2 separate regions of the Mus musculus genome follow, and region 2 is linked to region 1. The links are chromatin contacts, called in public promoter capture Hi-C maps. All regions are on one chromosome and are shown on one strand. Each heading gives the region's core, a stretch centred on a gene start, on an enhancer-like site or on the middle of the called end of the contact. The rest is flanking DNA. Distances are from core to core; before and after follow the strand shown. Region 1 overlaps Abcb4 (ATP-binding cassette, sub-family B (MDR/TAP), member 4). Region 2 holds the start of Tmem243 (transmembrane protein 243, mitochondrial).

Region 1 (7,700 bases), core at 1,529-4,028:
GTAAAGTGTTATTCACATTATAACATTTCCCTCTTCATTTTTCGGTAGGTATCAGAAACATTTAGAAAATGCCAAAAAGATTGGAATTAAAAAGGCTATCTCAGCCAACATCTCCATGGGTATTGCTTTCTTGTTAATATATGCATCCTATGCACTGGCCTTCTGGTATGGATCCACTCTGGTTATATCAAAAGAATATACAATTGGAAATGCAATGACAGTAAGTAATACTGCTAATGATTATGAGAAATCTGGAATTGTTCTGCACCTACCTTGTCTTTATTATTTTTTATTTATTTTTAGTATTACTTAAAGTTTTTTGTGGAAGGGTAGAGTATACATGAAGGTGCCTGTGGAAGCCAGAGGTGTAGGATCCCCCTGGAGTTGGAGTTATGGAAGGTTGTGAGCCACCTGCCATAGGTACAAGGAACCAGACTCAGGTCACTGTGAGAGCAGTATGCATTTTTTTCCAATTTTTTATTAGGTATTTTCTTCATTTACATTTCAAATGTTATCCCGAAAGTCCACTATACCCTCCCCCAACCCTGCTCCGCTATTCATTCACTCCCACTTCTTGGCTCTGGCGTTCCCCTGTACTGGGGCATATAAAGTTTGCAAGACCAAGGGGCCTCTCTTTCCAGTGATGGCCAACTAGGCCATCTTCTGCTACATATGCAGCTAGAGACACGAGCTCTGGGGTACTGGTTAGTTCATATTGCTGTTCCACCTATAGGGTTGCAGACCCCTTTAGCTCCTTGGGTACTTTCTCTAGCTCCTCCATTGGGGGCCCTGTGTTCCATCCAATAGATGACTGTGAGCATCCACTTCTGTGTTTGCCAGGCACTGACATAGCCTCACAAGGGACAGCTATATCAGGCTCATTTCAGCAAAACCTTGCTGGTGTATGTGTATGTATACTGTCTGCATTTGGTGGCTGATTATGGGATGGATCCCTGGTTGCAGCAGTCTCTACATGGTCCATCCTTTCATCTCAGCTCCAAACTTTGTCTCTGTAACTCCTTCCATGGGTATTTTTTCCCAATTCTAAGAATGGATGAGGTGTCCACACTTTGGTCTTCATTCTTCTTGAGTTTCATGTGTTTTGTAAATTGTATCTTGGGTATTCTAAGTTTCTGGGCTGGAAATCAGTCTGGCAGTCCCTCAGAAAATGGACATAGTACTACTGGAGGATCCAGCAATACCTCTCCTGGGCATATACCCAGAAGAGGTTCCAACTGGTAATAAGAACACATGCTCCACTATGTTCATAGCAGCCTTATTTATAATAGCCAGAAGCTGTAAAGAACCCAGATGTCCCTCAACAGAGGAATGGATACAGAAAATGTGGTACATTTACACAATGGAGTACTACTCGGCTATTAAAAAGAATGAATTTGTGAAATTCCTAGGCAAATGGATGTATCTGGAGGATATCATCCTGAGTGAGGTAACCCAATCAGAAAACAACTCACATGATATGTACTCACTGATAAGTGGATAATAGCCCAGTGTGCATTCTTGACCCTGAGCCAGCTCTCTATCCCCTGCCTGCTCCTTTCCCCCCTTTCTCCTTTTGGAAGAAAAAGTTGTGATTGTAGGTTTGATCTTTGCCGTCCTGTGGGTAGAGTTGGCGTTCTAGAATATGCAAGTCAAGTCCTCATGGTGAGTGAGGACAAGATAATAGCTTGTGGTTTGACCACTGGAGAAATACATATTCACACAAAGGGAAATGAAATGGAAAACATGATTAGAATAAGAAGATATTGGAGTTATCCTTGTTCTCTTGTTGAGTTTAACTGTGGAAGAGAGTTTCATTTATTACTATAGATAGGTCATTGTGTAAAAGAGCATTCAATTCACACATCATGCAGCTTTTTAAAATAGAAAAGAAAAGTCATGTTAGATCATCTGGCTATATGAAGATGTAGATACGCTCATAGCATGATTGTGAAGGTAATGCATTTGAATTATACTAATGACTAAAATAAAAACTTTTAAAAGTTAAATTACTTACGTTCTAAGAATCCATGCATACTTGGTAGTGGTTTTTTTGATATGTATTTCCCAGATATGTATGTTTTTCTCTTCCGAAACTTAAGTCATAATACGTAGGTCTTTGGTAATCTTTTCTATAAACCAGTGACATTTTGTGACCATCTTCCACGTTGGGGTTGATCATGTTTCAAAAGTTGCACTTGACTCTTTCAAAATGAAAATTCTAAATATAATTTGGTCCTTAGACTTTCTCCATATGAGAATTTGAATCTCACAGTGTGCTTACAGGGGCCTGAAGTTGGTGAAGGTTGGGGGTATCAGTAACAGCAGAGTCTCCCGACTTCCTGTTCTTCTCTGGCGCATTGTGGCAGCTCACCACATGTTTTCACTTCCGCATTTCCTCCCGACGTTTTATAAATAAGGGAGGTGGCATTAACCTTTGCCATTACCCTTGCATGGTGAATTTGTCCACATTTGTAGCCCTGGTACATAATGTCTGTGTCACAGGTAAAGGGAAACTGGCAAGCCTTCTACACAAAGAGCTATGACTTCATTGCAATAATGCCTTAATATCTACTTCCATTAAGAATTTTTTCTCATTGGTCCTGAGATAAGAGATAGATAGTGGAAGGGATTTGGGTTTTGTAAACACGTATGTCACTGTTATTTCAAAGAACATAGATATATGTAAAAGTTCTTGGAGAGAAAGGAGTAATTTCTCTTCTCCTATATCTTTCTTAAGTTATATATGCTATAAATCTGTTTTCCTGAAACTGTGTTGGATTTATACATCAGTTTATGTTCCAATGAGACAGATGTGAAATGTGTCGTTTTGTGTGCTGCAAAATATAATGATCATAATTTTATGTTCTATAAATGGATGAACTGACTGGTGACTGGGAATGGTAATATATACCTTTAATCCCAGCGCACAGGAGGCTTGGGCTGGAGAATAGAGGCTATAATGAGTTCCAGACCATCATGGACTGCAGGAAGACACCCTGTTTTTAAAATATAAAGGAAGTGTTAGACTTCCGTTGATCTGACCATATATCTATCAATCTATAATAGCTTTTTAAAGGAAAACCACATGGGGCCAAAATCTGTATGTTTCCTATTGAATATTTTGTGCAATTCCTTGCAGAGTTAGATAAAATGATAAAGAATGGAATGAAACTTTAACAGGAGGAATGCTTTTTCTGGTGGCATTAGCTTCAGAGCTAATGAAGTAGGAGTCAAATGTCTTTATGACTAATACTTTGTGATCAGGGAAAAAAGCAACAAATGGTTTGGCAGACTAAACAAAGCTTATTTTTGATGCATACAAAGGGAAATAAAATATAAATAAACACATTTAGTAATGAAATGTTGTGTTAGTTTTTAAAATTTTGTTCTTTCGGGAGGCTGAGGCAGGCTGATTTCTGAGTTCGAGGCCAGCTGGGCTACAAAGTGAGTTACAGGACAGCCAGGGCTATAGAGAGAAACCCTGTCTCGAAAAACCAAAAAAAAAAAAAAAAAAAAATGTGTTCTTTACTGAAGCAATTTTATTTTTAGCAAGTTGATGGGTGTCTTATCACACTAATTATATACATGTATCTAATTATCACAATGTGTTTCATAAAGATGTACAAATATTGTTTCTCAGTAAGAAAAAAGTTACTAAGTGTCCAATAAATCCTAAATTCGGTCCTTCATGTATATTTCAAGCAAGCTCTAACGCAGATGATGCTATTCTGTTCCTAACTCTTTCACTCAGGTCTTCTTCTCAATCCTCATCGGGGCTTTCAGTGTGGGGCAGGCTGCCCCCTGTATTGATGCTTTCGCTAATGCAAGAGGAGCAGCCTATGTGATCTTTGACATTATTGATAATGTAAGTCTTTCATTGTCTGAAAGCTGAGAGAGTCATGGTGGTATTGATAATCAAGTATTGAATCACGTGTATTAAGTTATTTAGTAAGGTACACTCTAACAACAGGAAACTCTACAAGTTTATTTGGCAATATCAAATCACTGACTCCACTGGAGTCTGTTTATATCCATCACGATGTTTATGTCCATCACGAGAGTGTAGGTTAAGATGCTTCCTTTCCGTGTTTACTTCCTTTGCATGTTTGACCAGATTATAATTTCTATACAGTAGAGTGGGCAGGGGGATAAATTGTGTATAGGACCAAATTAACAGTGAACTTTGCTATGAGGTTTGCTCTTCTCCCTAACCTTAAATCAACTACATTGAATAAACTAAACTGACTACATTGAAAATGAAAAGATTTACATACTAAAGCATGCCATTGCATTTACATAGTAAAATTCAAAGTTGGAAATTGAAATTATAGAAGTAGATCTAATTTATAATTCTAAATGTATTGGATGTTTACATGGTTCCTACGTAATACTGTGCTCGTCATTCAATCCATGTTCTATTTTATTGTTTAGGAAGAAATAAGTTTCACTAAAGGCAGAAATAACTGCACTTATCCAATATGTTTTTGTTGTTTTTCTAAACATGTATAACTGACCATTTATAAAATTTATGAATATGTGCCAAAAACTGGAACGTGTTGCATGAAATAAAATAAATATTCCCTATGCATTTTCAGAAAAGTTTTAGTAAATCACACACATGTATGCACACATACATGCACAGACACTTTTGTGCTAACATGTGTGCAGATACACATGCATGTGTGCATGTGCACACACACATACACATTCCGCGTGTTCACTGTGTGTTGGCTCACAGGAAGGAGACTAATGTATACACACATACATGCACATACACTTGTGTGCTAACATGCATTCAGACACACATGCACGCACACACACACACATATACACATATCCCACATGTTCACTGTGTATTCACTCTCATGAAGGAGATTAATATATACACACATACATGCACAAACACTTGTGTGCTAGCATGCATGCAAACACACATGCATGTGTGCATGCACACACACACACACACACATATCCTGCATGTTCACTGTGAGTTTGCTTACATGAAGGGGATTATGATACTCTGAACTCTATGTTTAGAATTTAATGCTTCCTATTCCTTAAACATACAATTTCTTATTTGATAAAATAGTCATTGAATTTTGTTTTATTTAGAATCCTAAAATTGACAGTTTTTCAGAGAGAGGACACAAACCAGACAACATCAAAGGAAATTTGGAGTTCAGTGATGTTCATTTTTCCTATCCATCTCGGGCTAATATCAAGGTACTGTCAGCAACACTAGTTTCCTAGCGTAAGCTGATCTCTGATCTTCCCAATAGAGTCTGATTCCTTTGATATTTATATACTTTTGTCCTATTGGAGTTAAACTCTTAAGTCATACTTCTTTTCTAAATTCTAAGTAGAATTGAATTATTCCTTTTTTGGAGCTTGGTTGTGAAGTGTGCTCTTCCTTGCTTTCCTCTGCAGATCTTGAAGGGCCTCAACCTGAAGGTGAAGAGTGGACAGACAGTGGCTCTGGTTGGCAACAGCGGCTGTGGAAAAAGCACAACTGTCCAGCTGCTGCAGAGGCTCTACGACCCCACAGAGGGTAAGGTAAGTGGGAAGAACCAAAGTCCCCAACATCGGAAGGTGGGCAGAAGTAGTCCCTTAGAAACTGTTTCCTTACAAATAAATATGTGAGTCTGATTTTGGAAAGAGTATACAATATTGCAATGCATCTGGACAAAACATGTATTTCGGGGACAGGTATTTTTGAAGTCTTGAGAACAGCTGGAGCTAGAAAGGACTCTTCTATTATCCAAAGACAAATAGGGTCACTCTCAGTGAGTTTGATTTGTCCAAACAAATTCCATATAGTTATTCTTGACAGCCTGGTAATAGAAGCCACAAATCTTAAAATAGTAACTAAATTCAGCAAAATGATCATTTTCTTTATCTTTTGGTCATCTAAAACAAAGAACAGCATAGCACCGAGAAGTCTGAATCTCTGGAAGGTGCATAGAGCGTGAGACTAGGTCAGGATGTTCTTTCTTGCAGGGAACACATATACCCTTCACACAGCTCTACTCACTAATTTTATTTTTATCCATTTGATTTATTCTTCTTTCTTGCATATGCATTCTAAACAGACAAATACTTCAGAATACGTTTCCAAAAAACGATATTCTCTTACATAGAGAACAATGATCAGTACTAATGAAATCCTAAGTAAACAACACTAATTCACAGTTTGTTCTTCAGTTGACCCAACTTAAGGACATTGAGTTTTCCAATGTTAGTCAACAACTGTAAAACACAACGTTACAAATGGCCTTAGCTTTCTTTCTGCTGTGTTGACAAACATTGTAATGGAAAGCCCCTTGGGAAAGAAAAGGGTGTATTTGGCTTATACTTATAGACTACGGCCCATCATTGAGTCAGAACAGACACACACGCAGGAGCTTGGAACTGAAGTCCTAGAGAACGTCTGCTTGCTGGCTCCTTCTGGACCATGCTCAGCTACATTCTATAGTCCAGGACCACTTTCTCAATGGAACTACAGACAGTGTGCTGGGCCTTCCTACATCACTTAGCAGTTTAGTATTTAAGAAATTAATGAAAGCAACCCTACCTATGATTTGAGAATAAATATAGAGAGTTTTCTTTTCTTTTTTTTTCTTTTCTTTTTTTTTTTTTTTTTTTTTTTTTTTTTTTTTTTTTATGTAAAAGCATGAGGTAGTTTAATGACAGAGCTCTGGGTCGAAACATATCTCACGCAGGAGACAGTGGTTTCGACCCCGAGGCTTGGAAGCTAGGGGTTTTTATAGAAAAGGGGTGGGGCTGGGGGAGAAATTGGCGTGGTTTCACATGATTGGTCCATTTAAACATTAGCAGACTGTCAGAAGGGCGGGAGATAGGGAGGCACCGGGCCAGTCTGGCATGTCATTCTCTTTATCTTTATTGCTAAGCAGCCTCAGGAAACTCTTAACAACAGGCCTGCCCGGGCATGTCCTGGCCTGTTCTGCTATGTTCTCAGCCCCAGGTTTCAAAGCTCACAAACAACTCTTTGGGCTATTTGACATACATTACATGAATCACAGGTCTCAAGTTTTATTTCCTTTCATTCCCCTCTTCTTCTACTAAGTAATTCTAATCTTAGAATTTTAGAAGTCTATATCTCTATGTGGAGAATAGAAATCATAACATGGGCCAAAGGTTAAGAACAAAAACAGAATAAGAAGGGATGGTAAACAGAACTAGGCAAGGACCCTTCTAGTGAGGCTTGAGGGTCTGGGCATGATGTAGGTGTACGTGGATCAGATCTCTGGCTGGAACTGGTGAGATGTCTTTTGGGGTACCTGGCTCGTTCACTGTAGCCAATTGTGACCAGCCTTCTTTCTTCACCACCTGCAAGCCTTTTAACTTAGTTTACAGATTATTATTACAACAACATGTAGGTCTAGACACATCATTTAAGACAGCGATGGGCATGGGGAAGGAGCACCAAGTCTGCACCAGTCTCTTTTAGAATTCTATTCTTCTTTTCTACCTGTCCTGAGCTTTGGAGCTTGTATATACAATGTAACTTCTAATCAATCTCTAATATCTTGGCCAGTCCCTGATTTACCTGGGCAACAAAGGCAGGTCCATTACCTCGGGAAGATTTCTTTTAGGATCTTCTTGGCTATCACATTGGCCGTCTCAGTCCTGGTAGGAAAAGCTTCTATCCACCTTGAATAGGTATCTATAAACACTAATAA
Region 2 (7,700 bases), core at 1,630-4,129, 180 kb after region 1:
TGGCTGGCTTTGGAAATGTACTCATGTCAAATATTTTAAATATAGTTGAAGTCATATATTTCCATTTTCTATCATCTTTACTTTGTTTGTTTCTTTGGTTTGGTTTGGCTTTTCAAGGTAGGGTTTCATTATGTAGCACTGTATATCCTGGAACTCAATATGTAGAGCAGGTTGGCCTCGAATCAACAGAAATGCAAGTGATTTTGTCTGCCAAATCCTAGTTCTATGCAGGACTTTCACGTTAGCCTTCGCACAGGAAGGAGTTCCAGCAAGGCTACATAACTTGTGCAAGGTCACACAGCTTGTAGGTGGTGAGTTTGGGTGTTAGGTCAAATGCCATCTATTTTAAAGCTTGTGTCTATGCATTCTCCTTTTCCTAGATTGCATTTGCTCTGTCTTTTATTTCAGCCTCAAGACAATGCCCATGCTTATGGGCTGACCTGGTTCTAATTACTAGCCTAAGAAACACAATACAAATGTCCAGAACCTTTAGCCTATAATCCCCCAATTATAATCTCAAAAGGTGAAGATGAGAAATTTGGAAACACTGAAGGCTGTCTTAGCTAGGGTTTCTATTGCTGTGAATAGTCACCTTTAATTGGGGCTGTCTTACAGTTCAGGAGTTTATTAAATTATTGTCATGTTGTGAAGCATGGTGGTATGCCAGCAGATATGGTATTGGAGAGGTGGCTGAGAGTTCTACATCTAGATTGGCAAGGCAGCAGGAAGAGAGAGTGACACTGGGCCTGGCTTAAGCATCTGCAACCTCAAAGCCACCCCCAGTGACACACTTCCTCCGACAAGGCTACAGTAACTTCTAATAGTAACACTCCCTGTGAGGCCATGGGGCCATTTTCATATAAACTACCACAAAGGTCAAAATTTGAAAACTGCAGTTCCCAAGGAAAGAGGCTCCCGTATCAGGGAGAGAAATTTTAATTCCGGGAAGAAGGCTGACAGACTTTAGTAAAAACAAAAATTTTAGTTTAAAAATACGTTGTTTGGGAGCCTGGAAAGATGACTCAGCATTTAAGAGCGCTCACTACTCTTGTAGCGGACCTAATTTTGGATCCCAGCACCGATGGTTGGGTGGCTTTCAGCTGCTTGTAACTCCATATTGAAGGAAATTCACACCCTTCTGGCCTCCTTGGCTGGAAGCACATATGTGGAAGCACATGCATGCACATGCACACACACAGTTAATAAAATCTTTTGAAATATGTCATCTAACTCTAACTGGCATTAGAGATGTTTGTGAACCACATGCAGATGCTAGGAAACAAACCTAGGCCCTCAGCAAAAGCAATAAGCATGCTTAGCTGATGAGCAGTCCCTGAAAGTTTTAGTAGTTTTTGGTGAACCAAAGTAATATTTTCCCGAGGAGCCAGTGAGGTTTCTGGTTTGAAAACAATTATGTACAAGTAGAACCAGGAGAGAGTTACTCTGTTCAGTCGACAGAACGATTTCTGCCCGGCCTGTGACCTAAATATGAATATTCTAAATGCTTCCTCCCCACCCAGTCACCACAGCAGCAGAGCACAGAGGTGAATATAATTTCCAAATATGTATGTTACCTATTTTACTATAAAACGTTGCCTATATGTTCTCTTGTTTCTCAAATAACTATACTTTAAAAAATATACTTGTATTTAAAGTCTTTATTTTTTCCCAGAATAATATTTCCAGAACTTTAACCTTTCAGAATTTTAGACTTTATGGATTTTGATTTGACTGTATATCAAATTTGGTATTATGGCATCTTTTGGGGTTGTTGACCAAGGCCCATAATTACTGTGTTATTTTGGTGGATAGTTGCTTAGCACACAGCAGATTCTCAAAGTATTGTTAGTTTTTATTTTATTATTTTGAGACAGGGTCTTGCTACTTAGTCTAGACTGTCCCTAATATTCAAAGGATTACAGCCTAGAGCCTCAAAAATATTTTTTGTTGAATGAAACTGAATATAAGTAAGTGAATTAATTTGTAGGACCTTTTAATATGAATCTTTAAATAGAACTTTTAATAGAAGTGGGTGCTGGATTATGTAGTATTGCTGTTGTTAAGGTAAAGTCGCGAGTAAACAGCTAATTTGTAAAACACGTGTAATGATTGGGCAATGGGGATATGTATAATACTTACGTGTACTCAGGGCTGGAAGTTCGTTGTGGTTGTTATTCCATCCCTTGTTCTAAACTGTTGCGTGGCACTGGAACCCATGTCTAGATTCTAAGCGTTCGTGGAGGTATCGCTTCAGCTTAGAGTCTCCTGCACACTAACACTTTCCGAACTTTCTTGAATCTAGCTAGGTATTAGTGTCAGCCCAATCCTATTAGTGTAGTTGTTTGGTTTTTAGCTTTTAGGAAGAACTTCAAATGTAGAGCGACGGTACTTGTGCAGCTTGTCCATTCCATTCAGCTCTCTAAGCCCCAAGACTCCAAAAAGGCCCAAGATGCGAAGCTCTGGCCTGTGGCAGCACCCCCACTGGACCAGGCAACGAAATACCTAACTGTTTATGTAAACTAGGACCTCTTATTCTGTGTGTAATACAGAATAAAACACGCATACACGATTGCCTCCGATACTGTAAAGTGTCCACATCCAAATCCTGGAGTGGTCGAAGCAGGTTGTCGGGTTTTAAGACGCCAAATTCGAGTCGGTCTTCAGAACCCTGCTTTAGCCACTACGTGCACCGCGCAGCCGCCAATTGCCAAGAGGCGGAGAAACGCTTGGCAGCGGGGACCCGCGCCTCGGTGGGACGACCCGCACCTCTGTAAATAAAGCTCTGCAGCCCAGGCGGCGCCTCTGCCCGTGGGATTGGCTGCCTGAGTCGTGACGCGATCTGGGCGGGCCCGACCGGTTTGCGACAGTGGCCGCAGGTCCCGGACCGGAGAGCCCGGGGGGACTCGCCGCACGGCGCCGGCGTCCGGCCGGCGTGTGGGGGCCACGGCTCGGGGTCGCGGCCGCTGCCTGGATCCGCCGCGCGCGCGGCGCGGGACGCCGAGGTCTGGCTTGCGGGCGCAGCCGGGGCTGCGGGGAGCACGGGGGACGGGACGCGAGCGGGCGGATGCGGAGCTCTCAGCCGAGCTAGGGTGGTGTGCGGGGCCGCCCGGCCCGCAACTTCACTCCCGCCGCCCCGCCGCGCGGGGGACTCGCGCCAGGCAAACTTTCTCCCGGTGGAGCCCCGGCCGAGATTGGGGGCGGCGGGCGCGGGCGGGGCGGCGGCCAAGCGCTGTTTGTTTCCTTTCACTTCCCGCGGCGGCCGCTGGAGATGAGGACGGCGGGGCTGGGGCGGAGCGGCCAGGGGCCCCCGGGAGTGACAGTCGCCCCGTCGGGATTTCCCGCCCTCCCCACCCCCCCAGGGCCCGGGCCATGCGTGCGCCGTGAGGGGCGGGCGTCCGGACTTCGCGAGCTGATGCGGACTCGCTTTTGAGCGTCCGGGGACGAGCGAAGCAGCCCTAAAATGGAGGACTTTGCTACCAGGACCTACGGGACCAGCGGCCTGGATAACAGACCTCTGTTCGGGGAGACGTCTGCCAAGGTGAGTGCGGGAGTGGGCCCCGGGCCAGAGTGCGAGAATCCCGCCTCCCTCCACCCCGCTGGCTCCTTGCAGCCTGCCTGGAGGGTACTTGGAAGTGGGAAGAACTGTTCTTGCCGTCCCGCCCCTCTCTTGGGATGTTTGCCCTGCACTCTGCACCAAGAGCAGTTTGGAGTGGAGAAAAGTTCAGAAAGTTCTGGGCAGTTTGTGGGAAGCCCTTACGGAGAGTGCGGAAACCCCACCGTGGAGGGAAAGTCCTGCGAAGGTTGCATAAGCGCACTTTCCAGCTCCACACTTCAGGTGTGCGTCCAGGGCTTTAGTGGTTTCAGGAGTGCATCGAGAGCCCAGGGTTGCTTCTGATGATTGCTTACCTAGAGTTCTTAAGAGGATGAGGATGTGAAGCAGCTCCATGAAGGTGGATGTTGGCCACAATCCCAGGAGGTGATCAAACAAAGGGTCCCAGCTCTCAAATAGGCAGAGGCACTAACCGTTTTCTAGAAGCTTGACTAGATAGAGCCTCTGGCCTGCAGTCAACAAAAGTCTTTCTCTGTACTTAGCGTTAACTTTCTGAAACTTGCTCCCCACCCCCAGCCCCCTTGCCTTGGGGACAATCAAGAAACTCTGTATTCAGCATAAAACTTTCTCAGAAGTCAGGGCAAGATTAACCTGTAGCTCTCTTACCCTCCCCCCCCCCCCACTTGTAAATGACGTTGGTGACTGTAGACCCCCTGACCCCTGATAGGAGCAGTCAGCCTTTGAAAGTTGCTGTGGTTACTGTAGAGCTGGGTTTCTTACCTTGTGGGAAGAGCCTGTACCACACACAGGGAACTTCTCCACCTGGCAGTCATGGGGAATCCTAAACTTGGAAGCTGCCAGTCTACCATGAAGATTACTTATTATTAAATTCCATATAGAATTTGATTTGTCTTGGGGTGCTTTACTAAGACATTTCAAGATGGATGTCTGGCTTCTTGTAACTTCGCCTAATCTCAGCTCGCCATGCTTGGGAGCTCAAGTTCACTAATGCTCCTTCCGTTATTTGCAGACGTTACTGAGCGCTCATGTGTGTCTATTTGGTGTTAAAGGAAAGCAGTCAGGAACGGGAGATCTGTGCATATCTGTGCATAAAGTGGAGATTCTGGTGACTGTGGCCTGTGTCACAGCACGGAGGGCATCATGCATTTTGGGTACAAAGATGAAACTGGTCTCATTCATATGAAACATTTGTCCAGCTGTCCACAAATCAGGCTCACTGTCTCTTGCGCATAGCTTTCTGAGTGCTGATTGAGAGTCTGGGTGATTCAGACTTTTAACTTCATAGGCTCTGTAATACAGCAGCACTGGGCTTCCCAGTGGACTTGTCTGATGCAGACACTGAAGCTGGCTGGGCTGACTGAGATAGCTCACTGTGTTAGTTTCAGCGCTTGGGAGGCTGGGGTAGGAGGGTCACTTGATCACAAGGTTCAAGATGAACCTGAGGTACATAGTGCAATCTTGACCCCAAATCAAAACCAGGAGCCTTAAAAGCAAAATAACAACCCCCCACCTCCCTGACAAATGTGTAGCTATTGAGAAATAATTGATGTTATTGGCTGGCCAGATGCCTACTGCTTGAAAGTTTCCTACCATCCGTCATCCATTTGAAACCCATCCAAGGACATCAGTATCCAAATATATCTCTGTTCATGACACCCCTGAGTTCAAGTGTACGGCGATTTTTTTTTTTTTTTTTTAAAGATTCATTTATTTATTATATGTAAGTACACTGTAGCTGTCTTCAGACAATCCAGAAGAGGGAGTCAGATCTTGTTACAGATGGTTGTGAGCCACCATGTGGTTGCTGGGATTTGAACTCCGAACCTTTGGAAGAGCAGTCGGGTGCTCTTACCCACTGAGCCATCTCACCAGCCCGTGTACGGCGATTATAATGCGCTGCACTACTTAGGCAGCTCCAGAACATTGCAGCACTGGCCACATAAGCGAAAAGTTAAGAATAATATATAAGTTTGCTACAACTTGGGAGTTGGATAAGTTGCCTTGTGAGGTGGACGGGGCCATTGCATATACATTCCATGGAGTGGAGAAAGGAAAGAGATCCATGGTTTGATGTGGGGCAAGTCATGTTTCCAGTAAATTGCAATGCCTAATCTGGAGATTAAAGCACCTGCCTTTGTTTATAGCAAGAGCTTTATGTGTAGGCCTGAGTGGGGCAAGGAAGAGTGCAGCCATTTCCTGGGATGGAGGAACGGCTGCTGGAGCGGAGTCAGTCTTGGGAATTCCGAGACATCAGTCTCTGTCTCCTCTCTCCTCTCTTGCGTGTGAGTGGCTCTGGCTTCCTCCTTTTCAGATTCCAGGAAACTAGACCACAGTAGCCACTTAAGTGGAAACTTGGTAATAGTGAGCTGCTGTTAAACAAGCTGAGAAAATCACGACAGGAGAAAGCCCATTCCCTTATGACAAATTCTTGGAGCTTTTAGTGGTCTCGTTTCTCTAGAATAATCAACATGGTATAGGCTCTCAGTTTTAGGGGTCATCTCTTCATTCTTAAGGCTAAGAGCACTGATGCCCAGATAGAGGGGCGTCCTGAGGGTTTGTGTTTCCTCAGCGCCAGGCAACAGGCTGGGCACTCAGTGTTCCTTGTTTGATCGATCGTCAGAGTCCTTTCTAAGACAGATGTTTGTATTTCTGTTGTACGGCTAAGGAAGTGAACTCCACGGTATTACTTTTTCAGCTACACGGCCAGTTCTCTGGCAGTATTTTGCCAGTTCCCTTTTGTGAGCTGAACAGTGGTGTGAATACTGACTTAGTCATGGAGCCTGTGTGGCAGGTTCTCACTTCTTGCCTCTTCCCAGGAAGTTGGGGTGAAGGGTTGCCCTAGCTCAGGTAGTGAGTTTTCACTTTTGAAGAAACTTAAAACCTAGTGGACCTTGAGAAACAACCAGGCGGGCAGATCACAGTGATTTCCAAATTGATTCAGTTTTTAGTGCTAGGTTTAGAAATAGCTTCAGAGATGGAGCTGCTAAAATAGTTCTTGTTCCGCGTGAGGGATGACAGAAGGGATGGTGGTTATATTTTGTAAGAAATTATACCTCATCGATACCTTTGAAAATGTTATCAGTCTTGGTCGGAGTGTCAGAATGTTATTTTCAATGTCTTAAACTATTTCTTCCCATCAAGGAGGCAGTAAGAGTGCTGTGAATCTGAGGCCAGCTCTGGCTCCACAGTTCCAGGCCAGTCTGAGATACATCGTGAGACCCTGCTTCAAACAAAACTAAAAACCAAAACATTCTTAAGTTCTCTTCCATGGTGCATTTCCTTCGGGTAAAAACCAAGCATGGCAGAGACCAAAATAATAAATGTCTGATGTTTATCTACGGCCATTTTGTAGTGTCTAAAACAGGGTTACCCATGTGTAGACCACAAGTGCAGGGGCTATATGCTCGCCTAGCATGCATAAGACTACAGGTTTTATTCATAACACTCTCTACCCCCATCCCAACCCCAACCACCTATCCAGTTAGCCAAAACTCCCAGAAAAGACAAGCTCAGGGGTAGAGCACTTGCCTGACATGGACAAATCCCTGTGTTTTTGATCCCTAGCACCAACACTCCCAAACACTCCCATTCATTTATCGAGGCATATTCATTCATTCTCTCTCTGTCTCTGTCTCTCTGTCTCTCTCTCTCTCTCTCTTTCTCCCCCTCCTCCTCTTCTTTCTCCCCCTCCTCCTCTTCTTCCTTCCCCTCCTCCTCTTCTTCCTCCTCCTCTTCCTTCTTCTTCTCCTTCTCTCTCTTTCTCCACCTCCTCCCCCTCCTCCTTCTCCTTCTCTCTCTCTCTCTCTCTCTCTCTCTCTGTGTGTGTGTGTGTGTGTGTGTGTGTGTGTGTGTTTGCGCGGGCAAAGAAACATTTGGGCCTTAATGTAATTTAGAATTTCTTTGTAGACCTACCAAAATATTTAGACCCATAAATCCATTGTTTTACATCTCTGACAACATGTGGTATTAGTCACACCATTTTATTTTCTGTCTTGAAGGGGATAAAACAATATAATATTTAATTGCTATAGAATACGTTTTATAAAAAATTGAAAATTGTATTACTAAGAAAAAATCCATTGTTTCAAGACATTACTAGTATAAATAAATTTGAAAAATGTTTTTGTAC

What was found. Promoter capture Hi-C pulls out the DNA fragments that hold promoters and counts their contacts.
Region 2: a promoter capture Hi-C map of the HPC-7 cell line shows a contact between it and region 1. The contact joins the promoter of Tmem243 here to the enhancer-like site in region 1. A contact is called at or near these places in 7 of 39 promoter capture datasets (the C10 cell line, the HPC-7 cell line, embryonic stem cells and 3 more), 1 of 15 datasets of contacts at CTCF or cohesin (the NIH/3T3 cell line), 2 of 484 Hi-C or Micro-C datasets (Th2 cells and embryonic stem cells), 3 of 115 datasets of contacts at active chromatin or transcription factors (embryonic stem cells, extraembryonic endoderm stem cells and large pre-B cells) and 2 of 9 other capture datasets (adipose tissue and liver).

What each region holds. Positions count from the first base shown.
Region 1 is chr5:8,914,908-8,922,607 of GRCm38.p6, forward strand. Abcb4 (ATP-binding cassette, sub-family B (MDR/TAP), member 4) reads left to right here. Exons shown (of 28, transcript NM_008830.2): 9 at 49-220; 10 at 3,752-3,865; 11 at 5,113-5,223; 12 at 5,428-5,553. Among named protein-coding and RNA genes, the nearest start is that of Abcb4, 25 kb to the left of the region's middle. Within about 2 kb of position 2,779, at least 47 of the 459 cell types and tissues checked have an H3K27ac peak or open chromatin away from gene starts, as enhancers often do. A contact at or near this core is called in the HPC-7 cell line, where this site is marked.
Region 2 is chr5:9,097,858-9,105,557 of GRCm38.p6, forward strand. It overlaps Tmem243 (transmembrane protein 243, mitochondrial), which reads left to right and starts at 2,880. Exons shown (of 5, transcript NM_001081029.1): 1 at 2,880-3,002; 2 at 3,360-3,538. The coding sequence starts at 3,461.